Linked DNA regions of Zea mays: region 1 is linked to region 2. The links are chromatin contacts, called in public Hi-C maps. All regions are on one chromosome and are shown on one strand. Each heading gives the region's core, a stretch centred on a gene start, on an enhancer-like site or on the middle of the called end of the contact. The rest is flanking DNA. Distances are from core to core; before and after follow the strand shown. Region 1 holds the start of LOC100278239. Region 2 has its middle 42 kb from the start of LOC103655336.

The links. Hi-C and Micro-C count contacts between places; a contact is called where the count stands out from the background.
Region 1: a Hi-C map of ear shows a contact between it and region 2, with 2.1 times the contacts expected there. The contact joins the promoter of LOC100278239 here to the enhancer-like site in region 2. A contact is called at or near these places in 2 of 25 Hi-C or Micro-C datasets (ear and leaf).

What each region holds. Positions count from the first base shown.
Region 1 is chr4:70,905,313-70,908,312 of Zm-B73-REFERENCE-NAM-5.0, reverse strand. It overlaps LOC100278239, which reads right to left and starts at 1,504. Exons shown (of 5, transcript NM_001151580.3): 1 at 1,158-1,504. The coding sequence starts at 1,488.
Region 2 is chr4:70,524,860-70,527,913 of Zm-B73-REFERENCE-NAM-5.0, reverse strand. No RefSeq gene overlaps it. Among protein-coding and RNA genes, the nearest start is that of LOC103655336, 42 kb to the left of the region's middle. Within about 2 kb of position 1,448, at least 19 of the 20 cell types and tissues checked have an H3K27ac peak or open chromatin away from gene starts, as enhancers often do. A contact at or near this core is called in ear and leaf, where this site is marked.

The DNA of each region.
Region 1 (3,000 bases), core at 255-2,754, 380 kb before region 2:
AGAATGGTATGAATGCTGATGAACATCACCAGATGGTCTAGAAGGACCACCTCTGAATTCACCACGGGATTCCACATGCTCCTGTCTTCCCCTGAAACCTGTTGATTCACTGTGATGTTGATGAGCGGATGATGGAAATTCCGCTCCCCCAGAAGAATCCTCCAACTGCTTCCCCATCAATTCCAAACGGATTTGGGCCACCACCTTCCCTGTTTCTTCCACCTTACGACATAACTCGACTGGCTCCTTCGCCGCCTGCTCCGCAACAGACGCAGCCAAATTCGTGTGCATCATCATCTGTTGTTGCACGCGCTCGACATCATTCAATCGATCACTCACCACTACCAGAGTCTCCATGACCTTGCTCAAACTCTCCTGAGTTTCCCGATCCCGATCCGCCATGGCTTCCAAAACAAAATGTGTCTACACCAATGGTTTGGTGACAGGCGCCGTATTGACAACGCTGGTAATCGCTACCCAGCAAGACCGCTGACCCGTCTTTGATACCAAGTGTGAGACCCATGGCCGGAGTAGCGCCAACTCCGACGTGAGCACTCACGGTGGCTGCCTCCGATGGGGAGGACAAGCGCAGGTAAACAGAAATTCTGTTTGGTGGTTTTTCTTCTATTTTCCTCTTGCCGATTACCAGATGATTCAGGGTTTAAGTACACCCTCTTTACAAGGCCAGACGGCCCAAACCCCTGGCCCAATAGGCCTAATCACAAACAAAATTCAATTACTCAGATTACTCCTCCCGCTCAACCTTCTGCTCTTTCAGCCTTCCAATTGCTCCTCTGCAGATCCCATGTTCCTGACGGTTACTTACACCATCAGGGTATCGATTACTATTGTCTTATTGGAATTGCATGACACCACACCACTGTTGTGCAGTTTGTACATACAAAAAAAATGAACTGAGTAGCCAGAACAGATTGGCTAATACAGCTCAAGTTGTTCAGTATTTCAATTTTCAGGCACGGTTTGCCTAAAATGCAAGGCCGAAGGGAAGACGCGCATAAACAGACCTGATCGAACACATGCAGCGGCACAGAACGAATACGAACTCCGGCAGGCAAATGCAAGCGCCCACCCAAAGCACATCAGCCGGGAGAGCAGAGGACACGAAGACGAGGTGGGCGGAGTTGGAGAGCACGTACCGCGCCAGCGCGACTTGGGGGTGGCCTCGAGCACGGCGTCGAGGTCGTCGTTGCGCGTGCACACCAGTATCGGTCCAGGCGCATCGTCGGGTACCTTCTCTCCGCGGCCCACGAGGACGTCACCTCCCGGCGGGCCCATGGACACGAGCGCCTGGCCTACGCGGCCGCCGCCCACCACCACGGCTGGGTGCACCTCTGTCGTCGCCATCGCCGCGGAAACCCTCGCGATCCTACGAGCCGCCGCGGAGCTAGGAGAGGGGGAGAGCAGGAGACGGCGGAGGGGAGGCGACGGCAGCAACGGGGTGACGGAGACGGCGGCTTTGAGGGCCATCTGGGGTGGACTGAAAGATGGGAAGTGACGGCGTTTGGTTTTGTCCGTTAGCGCGGTAAACGGGAACCACCCGAGTTGGGATTGGCTTATCTGGGTCTTTTTTGAAAAAGGGGCTGGATTTTATTATTATTGAACTGCAGCATACACCTCACGTCTTCCAAATAAGTCCCTGGTAGAACATTTGTCTATTCTCCTTCCTACAACTCTTATCATATAAAACGACATTACTTAAATAAGACAGCTATTCAAAAATGATCCAAATACATATATTAGTTGAGTGTGAATGACCGGATATGTAGCGTGGGGTCAGACAAGATGATTTTTTTTCTTTCTCTTTTTTCACACTCGCGAGATCAAATACGATGAGCCAAGGTACTGGATTATAGATGACTAAATATGTTGTATGTCGGTCTAAGTCACGATCTATTTAATAGTGCCATGGCTCGATCCAATACGATTTAAAGTGGATCTGTGTTGTGCCTAGGCCGTTTTCTCGACCCAGTGATGGCCCGATCTGGCACGATTTTTTATTCTAAAATTGTGTGTGTATATATTGCATATCCTTTATATAGCACAAATCAACATGTGCAGTGGTTAGGAAGCGAAAATTTATTTCTTGGGACCAGGTTCAAACCCTAATGAGTGTGTAATTTTTAGAATTTTCCGCGTGTGCGCGTGGGAAGAAATTTTTTGGGGCGTGGGAAGAAATTATAGTAGAGATAGAGATATGCCTTTCAATCTATTTAGTTTTCCAACTAAGAGAATTATCTAGAATCATGCAAAAAAAGACTTCAAAAACTAGTTAATCCAATGATGACCATTCATAGAGTCACCTAATGTTGCAAAATATGAGTGAAAGGAACACTGGCGCCTCTCAGAGAGCGTGAATTAGGACTTCTAAAAATCTCGTTAATCTAGGTCACAAATAAATCTCCTAAACAAATGTGATATTCTGGTCCCAGTGGATGGTGATATCCCGGACCAAGGTTTAATAGAATTAAAATAATACTCATACCAACAAGGTGCATCTTCTTTTTTGGAAGTCTACCTCGAAATAACCTCTAGGTTAAGCGTGCTTAGCTCAGAGCAATCTTAAGATGGGTGACCGACCAAGAAATTTTTTCGGGTGTGTACGAGCGAGGACAAAGTGCACACAAAAGACTCGTGTTGGTCTGGAGTTTTTTGGAACTCAGGTACTCCCGTAAGTGGGCTTCTTAAAAATATTACTCTGAAGCGTGCAATTGGGATTGTAGTATTATAATACCTAGTCGTTTGTAAATTTGTTATCGTCGTTGCTTTAAACCCTTCTAGAGCCCAGTCACGCCTGCTGTTACGAGTTCATCCCCTCGTCCCGTTCCTGGAAACGGATCTCAGGCCGCCGTCGCTGCCGACAGTGGCGGATCTGCGTCCGGGGCTGTCTGGGCTGCAACCCCGGTCGCGGCTCAGTACAAGCGAATAGGCGGTCTATTGTATCACGCTCACGTCCGCTCTTCACGTCCAGTGGCGGCCCAC
Region 2 (3,054 bases), core at 199-2,698:
CAACAGATGTCTACCTAGAGAGAAAACTAGGACCTCTAAATGAGTAGTCTCAAACAAATGACAGTCAAGAGATACTGAACTAACCAACACTCTCATCTATTTATAGAGGGTTATTCTATCTTCCTAAATTACCTCTATTTATATAGAGCCTATATGTAACACCCAAAATTCTATTTTGGAGTCAATAGCATTTCCCCTAAAAGATTAATGAATAAAATTTCTACAATAGGGATTTCCTTCCTTTTAAAAGTTATTTTCAAAACAAAAAAATTGGTTACATGATGATGATATATATTCAACCTAAAACCTTTGTGAACTAGAATTTAAGTAATGAATATTAAGTTTTCTTTCATTATTAACTTTTAACTTGATCACACAATTAAAAATAATATTGTCCTAAAATAAATAATTTGTGAATTATTCTCTTAGTAATTTTGTATATAGAAGGATTTATCTTGGTGAATAATTAACCAATAAATAAATAAAATAAAGTTTGCATGGCATTCTGGATCTTTGACTAAGTATTAAAGTAAGTTTGAAATCCAAACCCTGTTTAAATCTGCCTTGGAGTTCAAATTTTGAAAATAGAAATGAAATAAAAAAGAAGAAATTAGAAAAGGAATCCCTCCGCCTAGGCCAATTTCCCTGCCCGGCCCAACTCGCGCCTTCACCAGGTCGGCCCAATCTCCCCTTGGTGCCGACAGGGAGACCCTACAAGTCAGCCAGCCACTGGACCATGGGCCCCATTCGACAGCCACCACTCCCTTGCGTGCGCATGGGCTTGCCTGCTTGTCAGCACACCTCGGTTGTGGCTCGTTTCACTAAACCATGGAACCGCCCCATCAGGACCATCCCTATCCCCTCAACAAAACGCGCATAAAGTTCGGGCTATTCAACCATTCTCCCCCCTACGATCCTAGCTCTGCTCCAATATAAAACCCGAGCTCGGCGCTGCCTTGGCCATCTAGTACTATACCGCCGAGGGCTATCATAGAAGTTAATAGCCACCGCCGTCGTGAGCAATTGGGGATCAGAGTGAGCCATCAGCGGGGCGAAGAGAAAGGTTGCGGCCACCGTTAGTGATCCCCTTCCATGCCTCTATACTGCGCTCAAAATTGTGCCCAAGTTCTTCATCGCGCTAAATTGAAGACTCCTAAAGCTTGACCGGCCGATAATCCCTTGTCGGCCTTCACAGCCACAACGCCTCCCATCGCCGTGGCTACAGGCCATCACCTCACCAACTCTGGTAAGTCCCCTACTATCCAAACCGTAGTAGCCTTCTCGTTGTTTTCTTCCCAATCGTGTCGATGATGGAGCTGTGGGGAGAGTTTGGGTGCTCGGCGACCATGGCGCCGCCGTAGGGGAGAATACGCTATCGTGGGGCCCTGTTCTGCGCCGCCGTGGGTAAGAGTTGTGGTGTGGATGAGGCACATGGCCGTTGATCGAGTAACCGAGGGTTGAGATTGAGCGTCCACGTACCCCTTCATTTTTTTGATCTGATCCACTGGATCAGAGTCGGATAGAGGAGATTAATCGATGGTGTGGCCAAACCTTGACCACGAATCTGAGATCCAATTATTGAGAACTCGTATTGGTCCAGGTGTTATGAAGATCTAATCTAGGCCACTCGGGTATGATCGGGCAGTCCATAATGAACCGTACCCCCTTCGTCGTAGGATATATGCTTAAGAGCCCTCACATTTTTAAGAAATTAACCCGCCATCCAAGACTGTGTAAAGAGTCTTGCGGATTGGTCCTAGAATTTATATATTGAACCATGTTCTTCTTAGAAATAGTACTCGCAATCCACAGTTTATTAAATTAAGTAAAATAAATCCGATATAATGATTATTAGTATAAAAATAAATCCAATAACCTTAGAAAATCCATAACTTTTGCGATTTAACTCCAAATTGGTATGTTCTAGTTGCATTAGCTTTGTAGTAAAATTGTCTACACATTAAAAACATTATTTGTATCATTCCACATACCTCTTTAATTGGGTATTTATTTAACTTATGATAGTTGATAATCATTCTAGTCAAAGTCAATCTGCCTATAATTATAATCTGACTAAGATGTGATCTCTACTCAAGTTATAACCTAAATTAAAGATAAATTAATTATTTATTCATATCCTTTCTGACTTATATTAATCAATAAAGAATAAAGTTTTACTTTTTAAAGAACCTAAAACTTTAGAATACTATATTTTTAACCATAACTCCGATTTTAGTGGTTCTCGAACCTACGATCTCGTAGCGGCGCGTAGAATATTCTTACATTGTTTATTTATATGCTTTGGTGTAATGTTACCATATCCATTATTTGCTTGATTGTATGTATTGCTACGAGTAGAGGCGAGGTGACGAGTAACTTGAAGCCCAACTTTTGGGTCAACGCCTATTATCACAAGTCACAGGCATGTTGTGCCCTTGATCATGCTTCTTTACCTAATAATGTTCCTGTTAATCACTGTGACATGCTCAGGTTAATTTGATGGGACCCAATAGGTTTCCCTAGTTTTATTTACCCCACACCTTACAAACAAATGAACTATCGGGTAGACTCGCTATTGCTCTACCTGGATTTGGGATTAATGTTATATTGAATTATGATAATGTTCCATTAATACTGTTAGTTTAATTATTGTTCACGATAAGATTATTATGTTAAATGGAACATGGATCAACCACCCAGGAAAACAGTGCTACCAAAAGGGTGGAATGGGACACCCTTAGTTGAATAATTAGGAAAGCTAGTGTGAGTTAATCCTTTCCCAAAAAGGGCAAGTGGGGTGGAGGAGTGCAGGTGTAGAGAGGTCCTCGGGTTGGACTATATTTTTAGCTTTCCGAAAAAGGAATTCCTACATCACCTTCGGCGCAGAATCCGTAGCGGGTTCTCTCCTCTAGTGGAACTTTGTAAAGGCCTCGCAGTGGATCCCTAGCCATTCACCTTAGAAGTGTCCAAGGGTCTAGCTAACCCTGGCTAAACAGGAAAGTCTTGTGGGTAAAGATATGCAACCTCAGCAGAGTATAAAACTGATATATCAAC